Linked DNA regions of Zea mays: all the other regions are linked to region 1. The links are chromatin contacts, called in public Hi-C maps. All regions are on one chromosome and are shown on one strand. The core of a region is the stretch at or near the end of the contact, and the rest is flanking DNA. Distances in the headings are between cores, read along the strand shown. Region 1 holds the start of LOC100283858 (60S ribosomal protein L27). Region 2 has its middle 4.4 kb from the start of LOC100276340. Region 3 holds the start of LOC100501472. Region 4 holds the start of LOC103626279 (heat shock 70 kDa protein 16).

Region 1 (3,647 bases), core at 743-3,242:
GGAACCAATTATTGTCCCGCGCGAAGACTGAAACTGCAGAAATCTCAGCTGTAGGTAAATACATTCTGAAATAGGTTCGAAACTGGGATTTGGTCATTTTCATGCCAGATTCCGTTCAAATAAGATTTTGAGGTGCACGAATTAAGTTATAAAATAAGGTTTACTGGTACCAAACGCATTGATAAATTGTAACCAGGAAGACAATGTTGAACTTGTAAAGCAAACAACACAATAGTAACGAGCAGCAAAATGTGCCAAAGCAATCAAAATGCGTACCAAATTACAAGAGGTTCTAGGTGAAATAACACCTAACACGTTTGTTTAAAAAGGCAACATTAAAACATACCCAGCCTCAGAAGGTTACATGAATTATTTGCTTTACTCCACGGTATATTCTATTCTACTCACATGTCACAATTTATAATTCGTTTGACTTTTTGAACCGAGATTGACCGGTTCATCTTATTCAATTTTTTTGCAAGAAAATGGAAAATTCAAAGCCATATTTAAAATATATTATATACTAAACGATATCACAGTAAAAATTAATAATAATTACGATTTTTTTTGAAAAGCCAGTCAAACAAATTATAAAATGGAACGAAGGTAGTAGAATTCTTAGGATCCGTTGTATTTTATTTCACGAGTAAATAAAAGATAACAAGAGGCTACAAGCATGATCAACAAACAAATGAGAAACTAAAACTAACTGCCCATTAATTACAAGACAATGAATGAAGCAGCATCCAATGTGATAGCCAACAGCGCTTCGATTCGAACGTATCAAATTTTCCCTAATGTTACTCAAAAATATTTGGAAAGGAATGACTACCCAGCTCCGAAAGGCAGTATGAACAGTATTAAAAAAATTCTTTGACAGGGAGTCAAACAGCATCTAAGTAAAGCATGATTTTCCATGGAAGTTTAATATTCGCAATCAACCCGACATTACAAGTTTAACAAACTAATCAATAGGATAAATAAGATTGTAGCCAATATTTGTTGTCATCTACTTGATGAAACAGTTAATCCTAAAGACACAAATTGAACATTCAACAATTCCATAGAGCCCAGGGCCACTAGCTCAATTCAGCTAAGACCCCCTTTGAATACATGAAATTGAATTTCATTCTAATAATCGTAATTTAGACATATATCAATTAAACTAATATGGTTTTATACATAATATATTTGTATACCTTATGCTACATTTCTACTTTTCATAATTAACCAGATCATCAGGAGAAACAAAAGAGCATACTTGATGAAACACTACTAACAAGATGCATCACAAATGTCTGGCACCAACAAGAAACCCGCAAGCCGTAAAACAGAACAAAATTTTAACCAGACCTATCACGAAAACATGTAACACAACAACGGCATATCTTAGCAAATTTATCTCTGAGAGCCCCAGGACTAAACACGAAATATTCATGGTAATACGAAAACAGAGATGGAGTGTGTCCGATACAACAAATCGACAGCTAAAGCAGGACTATTCGGGAGGCCGAGCATCTAGAAGCGGAGCTTGGTAAAGAACCACCTGTTCTTGCCGGTCTTGAACCTCTCCTCAAGGCGCGCTTTGGCCGTCTTGCAGGCGGCGACCTTCTTGTCGTGGGTAGAGAGTGCGTCGGGCCCACCGGTGGCGACATCCTTGAAATCGACGTCGAGGGTGTAGCGGGTGGGCATGAGGTGAGTGAAGTTGACGAGCTTGATGAAGCACTTGACGCGCGACTTCTTCGCAGTCTTCTTGGCGGAGTCCTTGCGGATCACCTTCTTTGGGTACTTGGCGAGGCCTGCGACGAGGCAGTGGCCATAGGGGCGGTCGCGGGTGCCCTCCTCGAACACGCGCACGATAACTGCCTTCCTGCCGGCGAAGCGGCCCTGGAGGAGGATAACGGCCTTGCCGGGCTTGAGGAACTTCACCATCTTCGGATGCTGCTGCCGCTGCTGCGCCGCCGCCGCCGCCGCCGGGAGTGTAGGGTTTGGGAGGTGTGTCAAATCGGAGCACGGCGAAGAGAGAAGGTTATATAGTGTGGCGGCGCTAGGGTTTCCAGGTGGGTGGGTTTCGGCTGTTGGATCCAGGATCGGACGGTGCTGCCGTGCTCGAGCTTCAGGGGGCGCGGGATGAAGTAGTTCTGGGTCTGATGTAAGGCTCGTCGTCAATGGCCCAAGGCCCAACATGAGCACTACTGTAGCTTTTCTTTGTCGTACAGAAAAAGATCCAGTCGGCCAGTCCAAATTCCATCCCAGCATTCCTTCATGTGCCCCAGCTCTGCAGCTCAACACCGGTCTCATCTCTTCTCTACTCCTTAAGGTTGTGTGAGGCAACTATGTCATCTCCTATCTTATCTTCTTATAGCATATAGTTTGTTCTAACACTACGATCTCGATCAGATGAGGAAAGAAGTCGATGGTGGCAGTGACACGAGTGAGAGGAGGGGGAGGGGCCGGCGGGGTCACAATAGAAGAGGGACTGGGGGAGGCTATGGCGGTGGGGTCACGGGGAGAGGATGAAGAATGATCCAAATAATATTGTCTATTTGATTTACGTGAGTAATAGATATTAAGTTATCTAATGTTCTGAACCGTTGAATTTAATGGTGTTAAATTTGGGTGCAATTTGTTTGGTGGATTTAGTTATTGTTATGAGTGTGGATGATTTGGTCAAGTGAGTTTTGCAAAGTTTAAACTATTGAAATATACAGTAGTATATATTTCAAACTTTACTAAATAAACAATAATGTCTACAATGCAAACAACAGTTTTTTTGTATGGCCTTATGTGCGATCTATTGAAGGTAGCCTAAAATACAAGTTTTCATTGTTCCATCATTTCCACTGTCCCGTTTGTCATGCACAAAGCATGTAGATCCATTCCTCTCCTCCAGCATCTCATAAACAAATAATTTTCGAGATAAGCTTCCATCCATATATGATCGAACAAGGACAACAAAAATATGATAGGCTCGAACCCCCATAGAAGCGGGCGACGAAACAGGAGCCATGAGGGACGTGCGCTCCCTGCCGTTACACCTAAAAATCCTTATCATTTAGTTGTCGGTTTTAGGGCTGAAAAATAAGCTCGAGGCTCACGAGTCGGCTCGAATTTAGAGTGGCTCGGCTCGGCTCGGCTCGAAGCGACTCACGAGCCTCGAACGAGCCGAGCCCATTTCTCGAGCTCATTTTTTCAGCGAGTCGAGCTGAGCCGGCTCATTTCGACTCGCGAGCCGCGCCAAATTGTTTGATTCCGAATAATGATTAATATTAGATAATTTTATGGATAATAGCTTGTTTTTTTAGTCTTTAATGGCGAATATATTACACTTTATAATTTAAATTACTCATAATATTGAATGATGATTCCATATTTCAAATTTATATAATGTTAATTCACTAAATAATGCAATAATCAGTATTAGGAATTAGCTCGCGAGCCAATATCGAGCCGAGTCGAGCCCATTCAATCATCGAGCCGCATCGAGCTGAGCCGAGCCGAGCTTGGCTTAGCTCGTTTCCAGCCCTGGTCGGCTCCCATCTCTGGTGCCGTTGTCGAGGACACACTAAACGCCTCGCTGATGTATTTGGCTCGCCTCGGATGGTCTCTTGTCTTCTGCCTCAACCGCTCTATCATCCATCGGTGCC
Region 2 (3,647 bases), core at 297-2,796, 250 kb before region 1:
ATGTACGTGAACCTATTGGGTCACACACTTAAGGGGAAGGAATCCTAACTCGATTAGATCCGAAATTAGACAGGGCTTTAGGGTTAATAATGGGCTTCGGAGTCAGAAGCCCACCAAAACGCCTATATAATGAGGGACAGGGGCACGATTAAGTGAACCCTAATTCGCCACCAGTAAACGAGCAGCCGCCCACCTCTCGCCTAGCCACCGTCAAGATGGTAAATCAATCAAGATAGAATTAGTATACTAGGTCAAGCAAGCATTTGAAAGTACTAAGCACATGCCAAGAAATATGGTAAATCGGTAAGTCGAGTACCTGAGTGAACCTGCCAACAGACTTTATCCTCACCTATCATGAGAAATGGTCTCCCATTGCAGTTATGGTGGGTACAACGACGGTCACTGCATGGCTGGGTCCGGGGCAGTGGAGCATTGTACCCAAGGCAGTGAGGCTCTGATCCATTGACGGGGAATTGATGGGGACGGTAGACGTTTGTGGGGACGGAGTTCCCCTACATGTCATGTGTTTAGGTTTACCTTGCAATGTTAAAACTCGATTTGAATCGTTTGCTTCTTGCAGCTAATGAGACTGCTTGATACATGTTGTTGCATCGAGTAAGAAGTGTAATAAGGTTTCATGATATAAAGTGTTGTTTGCTATAAATGCTTGTTACCATGTGGTGATTAGAAGGATGCTAAGATAATTTAAGGAATATTCTAGAACTTGAAAAGCTAAAACTTGACTTAGACTCAGATAGTGCTTTCGGTAAAACAATCCTCTCAGCCACATAACTTCATGGTCTAGAGGTAGAGGTGTAGACTCCTCACACCAGATAAGTCTAGCTGAGTATTAGTATACTTAGCCTTGCTTGTGGCACCAAAATATTTAGGTATCTTGCATGAAATGGTTGATGGTGTGACTTGGCCTTCCACCCTGCCATCGGGTTGGACAGTTGAGTGAGATGCTGCCTCTGCAGGAGAGGACCAGGAGTAGTTGGCCAGGATTCGCCATACTTCCCAGTTATCTTCGTTAGTTAATTTCCGCTGCACTAAAAACTATGGTTTACTACCCTGAACTCTGAAGATGTAATAACTATTGGTGCTCTTAAATTTGTGGTATTATGCTTTATTATATTTCTTTGTGTCTCACCTTCGAGTGAGCAAGTGACATTCGATCTGGTATAAGTGGTTTTTATCGGACTAGATCCGACAGACTGATAGTTTATTTTGATTTTAGTGTGTCACTGCAGGGGCGGGCCCATAATGAAACAAGGGTATTCAGTTGAATACCCAGTATTTTTGGTAAAAAAAAATTATATATACATGTATATGCTATATATATACTCTGAAATATTGAAAATACATGAATATACTCTGCTCGGCATACATGGCCTTCCATAACATATTAACATGCTCGACCCATCTGGCCGGCTTGCCCATTAGGTCTGCAACAGTGCCACTGTGTGTCTGCGTCACTCCGCTGCCCCAGCACGGCAGCACTCTAGCCACCATCGGCCAGGCGCTAGCGCTAGCCGCCAGGCTAGCCGGTAGGCCGCAGGCGGTAGCCCGTGCATCCAGCCACACCCAGGCTCCCGCAGACCTGCAGTCCCGCTTGCTCTTGGCCTCTTGCTTGCTTGCTGCTAGGCTGGCTACCGGCTACCGCTTGCTGCCCACCCACATGCCACAATGAAACAAGGCTTTGCCGCTTGCCTGTTGGTATGCTCGCCCAGCCGCTTGGTTTCACTAATTTGATTTGAGCGTATCTTAATTTGTTTTAGACTAGGCATTGAATTGAGTGTATTGTGATTTATTTGCAGATTTGAAAATAAAGAGGAAGAGCAGTGCTACCACTGATCTAAGAGCTTTTTTATCAAGAGCTGCTGCAAAAAAGAAGGATATTGTTGCTCCATCTTCCAATGAAAGAGAGATGTAATTGGTGATATTTCAAGAACAGACTGAAACTAGTAATGCAACACCCGCAGAACAAGAGAGGGTTGAGCCTGAACCTCCAATAATAGTAGATGTTGAAGACAATGATGATTTTGAATTAGTGCACTTGAATGGGACAACATCGAGTGAGGATAATGATAGTGATGATAATGATATTTATGGCATTGAGCATGATCCTGGATTGAGGACTCCAATCTCAAGCTATTCTATTAATATCCAAGATGCAGTTAGAAGGGCCTATATTGCATTAGGGCCATGTCGACCAAAGATGAAGAAGGATGATTTTCCCCAACATGAATGTGGAGGTATGCGTCGCTTCCTACCAAAGTGGTTTTCCGAGTTTAGTTGGCTTGAGTATAGTGTGGATAAAGATGCTGCATATTGTTTTGTTTGCTATTTGTTCAAAGTTAACAACAAATTACCCGGTGGAGATGCTTTCGTTAATGAAGGATTTAGAAATTGGAATGTTAAAGCTAGTTTGCTTAAGCATGTTGGTGTTGTTGATAGTGCTCATTGTGAAGCTGAGGAGAAATATAATTTATTTTTGACACCTAAAGCATCAATCCGTGAGTCAGTTGCCTCAAATACTTCATTGTATAAGGCTCAATACCTAGCTCGTTTGACATGGTCACTTAAGTGCATAAGATTTCTGTTGCATCAAGGGTTGGCTTTTCGTGGTCATGATGAGGGAAATAGTTCAATTTTTTCTCTAGTACAATTTCGAATACCCATTCTTTAAATCCTGGGCCCGCCTGCCTCTAAGACGGGACTTAGGCACTTAAACTGGAATAATCTTGGCGGTTCCACCACAAAGACCTTCGCTATCATCCCATACATTGGCAGACGAAGGCCAGCTCGGAAGAAGCTTCTAAAAAGTATGACCTCCTTGCTCTTTGGCTTCGGAGTTGTCTTATCACCAGCAAGCCGTACCTTGTCCTTATCCCAAAGTAGCCAAGCTATTTCATCTCCTTCAAGTCCTTCTCCTTCGGAATAGATCGACCCATCTCAATATAGCTTGGTTTGGATGGCCTATCTTCGTGCCCTTCTACGGCAACCTTCGAGCTGCGCTTAGATTTTAGAACCGACGAAGCCTTCATGACTTCAGAAATCGGCGCCATAGAAATTGGCACAGTATCCAAAGCATTCTCATCACTTTGGCAGGCCTCTGAAGTAGTGGGGGTGGCTACCCTAGCAGTTGTGTGAATTCTTGCATCTCAACAGGGGATTGACCCAAAGAGATTTTTTTCTGAAGCTAGCTTTAAAAAACGGGTTGTGACAGAAAGCTTCGGAGTCACAGGAAAAGGCTACAACAAGTAGGTGAGGACAGTAAATGTGATCCCGCCTCGCACACTCTTATGTTTTTAAACAGCAAGACAAACGCAAGGACACGCGAGATGGAAAATTTTGCGCGCGCAAAAAGTCACGTTCCCAACTTCTCGTTGTCCAGTGGACCACATACATATTTCTATCTAAGCTGAAGCACATATTTTCGTCATTTTCATTACTAAGCTCGGGAAGGTGTTTTTCGGACCTTCGTCACAAGACCTCCTAATTATATTTTTTTGCGATCTAAGCTCGTTATAAAAAACGAACTCATTCCGTAAGAGGCTACTGTTGGAGGCCTATATTGCCGAAGATCATCAAACTCCTTCACCGTCGTGTCGAAATAATGTGTTTCAGGTACAACACAGTGAGTC
Region 3 (3,647 bases), core at 839-3,338, 220 kb after region 1:
AGTGTATTGAAAGTCTGTATTACTCTCTAATTCTTTACTTATTCGTCTGTATTCATCGCTACAACTAGAGATGGCAATAGTGAGCTGATTCCCCACAGGGAATTTCCCTATTAGGGGACATTGTTACGTGTATGGAGGTAATTTAGTCCACACGAGAACCAAAACGGAAAAAATAGTCCACGTCGAGGTCGTGGTGATGGGGAAGGAAACCATCCTGTCCTCATTCCTCACGTACCGCCTCACGAACTTCTCTTGATCTAAACAAGTCCATTGACTTATTAAAATTATACTAAAATTAATATTTTGCATATTACAAAATAGGCAAACTAAACTCTAAAGTATATGTCTCTTATAACTTTAAATCTTGTTTTTCAATTTATATTTATTTGATATAATTAATTTAAATTTATCTTTAAATATTGCACTTCTTAATGGAGACGGATTCCCCGCATAGATAAATTCCCCAACAGAGATGTAGATGGGAGAAAAACCTTCCTCATGAGCATTCACGTGGATAAGGCCTCATTTCAAAATCTATACAGGGCCTCGGATTTCACCGGCACGACCCTGTTCAATAGACTGAACATTTAAAACATTAGTCACACAAAAATGCATGAGCTTCCCGCTATGACATTTTGTACAAAACTCCACATGATGTGCTCACCAAACAAACCCGAGAAAACAATCTTTAGTATTTGATAGAATGCAATCAACATGTGGGGTAAAGATTAAAGATATGATAGAGTCCTTTATGGTTGACCAAAAAATACAGTATATGTTATCCATAAGGAAAATATTAGGCACGAAGTGCATGTTCTAAAGAAAATGAAAGCTTAGAGCAACTCCAGTAGTTCTCTAAAAGACTTCCTAAATCAATAATTTAGGTAGTTAACATGAAAACTATTCTCCAACAGTTCTCTAAATGAACTTTCTAAATTTAACAACTTATCATCTAACCTCATTTTCTCTCTACATTTGGCAACCATTTAACAACTCCCTAAACAAAAATGTTGACTGCATTATATAGTTTTTGTGACTTATTTTTTATGTGGATAAATATAAAACAAAATTACAACCTATATTTAGAGAACTATTGGACAACTCACATTTTTTTACTCCAAAAGTCATTTAGCAACTTCTTAAATCTGTGATTTAGAGAGCTAAAATTTATATAACTATTGGAGTTGCTCTTATATGCATAAAAAAATCTAGAACTTAACAAGTTGAATATGCTAAAATGTACATAAACCAGATGTCTACTCAATGAATCACCAAAATGAGTTTTTATTAATTTATCCAAGTCAGAATAGAAATAACAATCCCAAATTTATGATGTATTTTCTCATTCAGTAGACTCACGAAGGCGCAACATTGAGATGTTCAACCGAAGTTCGTTATGGTAACGGTGACCGCTGCATGCACGTATTCAATTCAACTTTTGGATATTTTTGTGTGCATTATGGCTGCATAGGTTGATTTCAAACAAATGCAAGGTTAGTTTTAAAGGATGATGTAGGATGACCGTCGAAATTGTTGCTTTAATATAGTAGAAATATTCTATACTAAACATAAATAGAAAGTATAGCAACATACGAGCACTTTACTTGTCTATAAAAATTATAACTTTAGAACCATCACAGTGTGTTAAATATTTGCTAATGTAGGAGCATCTCCAAAAGCCTCTCTATATTCTTCCTAATCTATATAAATAGATTTTTTTTATAAAAAATATCCTCTAACAACTTATCTAAATATAGCTATTTTCTATTTTGGGTTAGCTAGCTAAATACAGAGTGCAAATAAGATATAGAAAGACTGTTGCAGACTAAGAAAAAATATAGAAAGTTATTTTGATATAAATGGTTCTTTAAATAATAATTTAGAGAGTGGAATTTAGAAAAACTTTTGGAGTGCTCTAAAAGTCAACTATTCTAGAGTTTGTAGGGACACTTTAGAGTTGGATTTGAAAGGTCAGATTTGATGAGATGGAAGGTCGCTCCGGCCCCGGCCCCGGCCCCACCCCCAGTTAGGTAATAAAAGCCGTGCCCAGGCAAAAAAAAAAAAAAATATCGGGAAAAAGCTACAGAACGGACGGAAAATTGACGACCTCTCCCGTTCCGGCGGCCGACCGTGCACGATCGTCTGCCTGCCCTGCTCACCCACTTGCCGTCGCACCGGCTCCGTTCCTTCTGCCCCACTACCGCCATCCCAACCGGCAAGCGCGCCACCGCCTTCTCCACCCTCGCCCACCTTGCTGCCGCAGTCGCCCATACCGCTACCGCGCCCACGCCCGCCTCGAGGGCCCGACGCCAGAGGGGCTGCCCTCGATCTGACCCCACGGGGTAGGATGGACAAAGGGAAATCGGTGGTGGCCGAGCTGGCGGCGTCGTTCAGCGATGTCCGTGTCACGCCGCGCCAGAACCCCAAGACCAAGAGCTTCCTACCGTCGCCCTCCTTCTGTAAGCTCCCTGCCGCCTGTTCGCTTATGTTGGGTAACTAGCTAGTCTGACTGTGTATTGGTTATAGCTGCTTAGAATGATTGATTTCGTGTGTTGGTGTCTCCTGCAGAACGAAATATGTGCATAATTAAGAATTTTCTAGGATGATAAAGCAGTGATGGGTTTGATTGATTCACTTTAGGGCATGTTTGATACATAGCTAGTTACTAGTTGGGGCTAAATATTAGTCCAAATTAGCTATGTTGGCTTGCTAGTTGGTTAACAACTAGTTGAAGACTTGTCTAAAAAATTAGCCCTCGTGTTTAGATGCACGATAGCTAATTTGATTGCCAAGCTATTGATTAGCCCTTGTATCCAAACAGGCCCATAGTTTCTAGTATTAGTGTTGTGTGCTTCGCTTTGATCATTATGTTAATTTATGGGATTTCAGGAAGATACTAAACTCCCACCGATTGACATGTATTCCATATTTATAATTGTTTCATGGATAATTTTTATGGCCAACTGCCAAGAAGATGACATACAAAAGTTAGTTTATATTGAACAGAACTGAAACCTTCATCACTAAATTGAAATGAATAAATGGTGCATTGTGTTGATAAACTCATCGAGATTACTTTATCAATTATTGTGCAGACCAGAATAATTCAATCTTACTCTGTATTGGTTTTCAATTGTTCTTGTCATTGCATATGCAGCGTTATCTCCAAATATTGACTTCAAAATTGTACTTCAGATTCTTCCTCGAAGAAAGGTAAACCTCAGAAATTGGTCAGCTTGTGCCTTGGCACCCTTGGTCAGCATCTTGAAGATATCATCACTGATATTTCAGAATTTGCTGCCTTATTTCCACCCCACATAAAGGTATCTTTATGCATCAATATCTTTTATTTGGTTGTCAATTTGCCTCAGTGTCGAATAAAATATTCATATATTATACTCCGTCTGTCTCAATTTATAATTCATTTGAAATTTTTGTAACAAGTTTGACCGGTTCGTCTTATTCTTTTATTTTTGCGAAAAATGAAAAATTCAAAGCCGTATCTAAAGTATATTATGTGGTAAACGATATCACAGTAAAAGTTAATAACAATTATGTTTTTTTTAATAATACTAGGCAGTCAAACTTATGGTAAAAAAGTCAAACGAATTATAAATTGGAATGGAGGAAGTATAAGGTTTTTTATT
Region 4 (3,647 bases), core at 347-2,846, 180 kb after region 1:
CATCACTTGACAATGTTGAAACTGGGCCGTCACTAGTATAAAATCCTATGGAAGCAGGGATTGCATCGTGCACCTGAAATACAATGAATGTGTCAACTCTCACTATACAACCAGCAGTCTCTCATGCTCCACATAACATATAGCTTAAACAGATGTTGAATTTGACAAGATAAAGTGCAGTCATACCTCGTATTCCCGAACACGGAACGTAGGACTAAGCATTGCACATTGTAATGCACACCCCCGAGCCACACACTCACTTGAATTGAGTGTGCGACTAGGTTCTTTTCTGAAGAATTCCTTAAGCACCTTGGCAATGGCAGGCACACGAGAACCTGACCCAACGAGTTCCACAGAATGCAGCCTCTCCAATCCAATCCTTGAATCTGTCACCGCCCTGTTGCAAGGTTCAACAACCCTCTCCAGCAGCCTGGCACATAGCTTCTCGAAGTCCTCCCTTCGGATCACCCCCCTCACATCCTTCTCCTCTATCAGGCACTCAATGTTCACCACAGCCTCCGCGTTCGCGCTCAGAACCTTCTTCGCCTTCTCACAGGCTGCCCTCAACCTCATACTGGCCTTGACATTTCCTGTGACATCAATCATGTACCTGTCTTTGAACTCCTCGGCGAAATGCTCGAACAGCACCTCGTCGAAGTCCCTGCCCCCGAGGTCTGCATCGAACCCGTGAGACAGCACCTTCATCCCCGACATGTCGAAAGAGACGACCGCGACCTGTGTGTCGCATTGGCCGACGTCCACGAACGCGACACAGGTGGGACCCCCGGAGCCGCCGAGGTCGGAGCGGTAGAGGCCGTAGCCAAGCGCGGTGGCGGCGAGGTCGTGCATGAGGCGGAGCGGCCTGAGCCCCGCGATGGCGGCGGCGTCGAGGTAGGCTCGGCGCTGCGCTTGAGTGAAGTAGCAGGGCACGGAGATCACGCAGTCGGCTACGGGGGCGCCGCCGAGGTCGGCCTCCGCGAGCTGCTTGAGGTAGGCCAGCAGCATGGAGAGGAGGTGGGTCGGCGAGAGCGCGATGCGGCGGCCGATGTGGTCGGCGTGGACGACAGCGCCGCCACCGACGGCAGCGGGGAAGGGGAGGCGGGACAGGTCGCGGAGTAGGGAGGAGTCCGGGTGCCTCCCCGTGGCGCCCATGAGAAGGCGCTTGACGCTGGAGAAGGGGGCGTGCGCGGACGAGGCGGACGCGGCGTGGCAGCCGATGAGGCGCGCGTTGCGGGAGAAGGCGATGGCGGCGGGGGACTCGCGCTTGGACTCGGCGTTGAGGAGCACGTCGATGCCCCGCTGCCGCGCCGCCGCCGCCACCAGGGTGTCGTTGCCGACGTCGAAGCCGACCACGCTCATCGCCACCGATTTGGGGTTCGATCGGCGCGAATGGGGGAGGCGGGGTGCGATTTGGGGCGCGGTGGATGTAGTTGGAGATGAACCAGAGCGGTGCGCCGGAGGGAGAGGGTACGGTCGGCGCACGCCGCGGTGGTTGTTGGGCGAGGAGGAGCCGGCCCGTGCTTACTCGGCTGTCGCCGACACGTAGGGCCGGTTTCTTTTGCCTACTGCGGGGACGTGGCTCGGCCCTTTTTTCTCTCGGCTCCTTAGTAATTTTGAGCTGTGTTTGATACGTAATCCAACAAATTCGAACTAGCATTTAATTTAGTGTGTGTTTGTTTCCCTTTTAAACTATACTAGATCAGGTGGCGCCCATTCGGGCGCCCTATCCAACACACTATCCAGCACAGAAAGGCATCCATTCAGCACAAGGAAAAACAGGAGTAAGACGCCGCATAAGGACAAACCATAACGGGAGGTATATATATAGTATTGGGAGCTATAGTCCGGCCAATCCACATAATTATGTATATAAACCTAACGCAGTGAACTATAAATGCATCTCTTCATCCAAAAAAGTGAGCACATCATCTGTCATGTGTTCAAACTCCAGGTTTGTCGAGGCTACAAACAACAAATACAAGAATGTGAGTATAAAAGCTCCATAAATACATGTGTCATGTTCCATCCACCAAAAAAAATTGGCATATGAAATCTTCTAATTCACAAGTACCAGATATCGAATGTCCTTATTATCTATCCATATGACTATGAGGTACCTCAAGTAAACTGTTTTCTAAAATTTACACTATTCTTGGCTTTGACATGCATGTGGTCAAACTTTCTCGCAGTAAGGCATGTGGTCAAATTTACACTATTCTTGGCTTTCACTCGATAACACAAAATGGTACTACTTGAACTGATTAATGTCTTAGTCCTCAAATCAGGAACACACAATGGAATTTTGTTGGCGTTACTAAGGCAGTAAGGCATCAACATTTAGGATCATTTTTAACACTCTATTCTGTAAGTGACATGGAAGATATACTTCTCCAAAGAACTTTTTTCTCAAAATAGTTCTAGGTAATGCAAATTTTAATCCTCAGCTATTGTGCATAAGCCAGACATAATCTTGTCATAATTTGGTACTTGAACAAATGTTAAATAAATATTGTTTACAAGTAACAATATACAGTACAACGCAAAAACATTCACGTACATGAAAACAAACGATGATCTTTTTATCATTATCACTGTGAATAAAATGAATGATAATATGCTTTTCTTCAAAACTGTATTATCAGCTGGCGGTGTTTTTCAAATCTAAGTTGGACCAGCTATTAGTGAAAGTGTGATTTATCTCCCCCACCAAAGAGGTGACCATCATTTACCATGAATGTGCCTAAACGGCAAACAAGTTCAAACAACCTCTAAAGTCCATCATCAATAGTTCTGTCACATAGCCATGCATGATATATGCAGTCAAACAAACACAAAAGCAACTATATGAATAGGCAAACCTAGAACAACTTCCTTTTAATTGCTGCATGTTTACCTCCTATCTGCAGAAATTTCTGGGGTTCTTCTACCTGCTCAATGTTGTTAGATTACCATTAAACTTGATGTCACTCAACATGTAATCAGAAGCAGGGGAACATCAGGGACATGCAGATTATCTCACCTGATGGTAGGTTTTGCCATTCTCTGTATCGTAGATCCAGCGACCAACAACCCGGACTCATAGCGCCTGGTTGTGCTTCTTGGCCTTGACATCTTGCACTATGACCTCCAGCGGTTGCGGACCTGTGCAAAGAATGAATCCTCATGTACCCACATTTCCATGTTATATTGTTCAAACTTCAAACAATCCAGGTTGATTTTAATATGTCTCTATGAACACAACAGTGTTTGAGAATTAACATCCACATATGTATTTTACTATAAATAACTATTCCTTTCAGTAATCTACCACAGAAATCCACAATACAATGGTCACAAACAAGGAAAGGCGTTTATCCATAAAAGTAATGATGGTGTCTTAGGTTTTGCATCAGGTAAACAAAGATACTTTCGTACAAACATGACTGTCATCGGTACAGTGTTCTAGGGTCACTAATCATGGCCAAGCTGATCGAAACAAAACAGGCTCACATATACTTAGCCACTTCGAACTTTTTTAAAAATTTCAAATGTTAATTTTGAAATATGCATGTGCAAAGATAAAGGAGAAGATAAAGACTGAACCCGTCACGAAAACATGGGCAGCAGGGATAGTGTTGTGGTGGGTTTTGGTCACCAGCAAAGGCCCC

Evidence for each region. A called contact is a pair of places that touch in the nucleus more often than the background predicts.
Region 2: a Hi-C map of leaf shows a contact between it and region 1, with 5 times the contacts expected there. The contact joins the enhancer-like site here to the promoter of LOC100283858 in region 1. A contact is called at or near these places in 6 of 25 Hi-C or Micro-C datasets (bundle sheath, ear, endosperm and 2 more).
Region 3: a Hi-C map of endosperm shows a contact between it and region 1, with 2.1 times the contacts expected there. The contact joins the promoter of LOC100501472 here to the promoter of LOC100283858 in region 1. A contact is called at or near these places in 3 of 25 Hi-C or Micro-C datasets (ear, endosperm and tassel).
Region 4: a Hi-C map of endosperm shows a contact between it and region 1, with 2.5 times the contacts expected there. The contact joins the promoter of LOC103626279 here to the promoter of LOC100283858 in region 1. A contact is called at or near these places in 4 of 25 Hi-C or Micro-C datasets (ear, endosperm, leaf and 1 more).

The regions. Positions count from the first base shown.
Region 1 is chr5:42,664,643-42,668,289 of Zm-B73-REFERENCE-NAM-5.0, forward strand. LOC100283858 (60S ribosomal protein L27) reads right to left here and starts at 1,993. Exons shown (of 1, transcript NM_001291614.1): 1 at 1,408-1,993. The coding sequence starts at 1,932. The coding sequence ends at 1,519.
Region 2 is chr5:42,415,610-42,419,256 of Zm-B73-REFERENCE-NAM-5.0, forward strand. No RefSeq gene overlaps it. Among protein-coding and RNA genes, the nearest start is that of LOC100276340, 4.4 kb to the right of the region's middle. Within about 2 kb of position 1,547, at least 16 of the 20 cell types and tissues checked have an H3K27ac peak or open chromatin away from gene starts, as enhancers often do. A contact at or near this core is called in bundle sheath, ear, leaf and 1 more, where this site is marked.
Region 3 is chr5:42,886,771-42,890,417 of Zm-B73-REFERENCE-NAM-5.0, forward strand. LOC100501472 reads left to right here and starts at 2,089. Exons shown (of 6, transcript NM_001362581.1): 1 at 2,089-2,459; 2 at 3,196-3,323. The coding sequence starts at 2,348.
Region 4 is chr5:42,843,528-42,847,174 of Zm-B73-REFERENCE-NAM-5.0, forward strand. It overlaps LOC103626279 (heat shock 70 kDa protein 16), which reads right to left and starts at 1,597. Exons shown (of 9, transcript XM_008646666.3): 1 at 187-1,597; 2 at 1-73. The coding sequence starts at 1,359. It overlaps LOC109939671, which reads right to left. Exons shown (of 8, transcript XM_020537976.1): 8 at 3,077-3,141. The coding sequence ends at 3,077.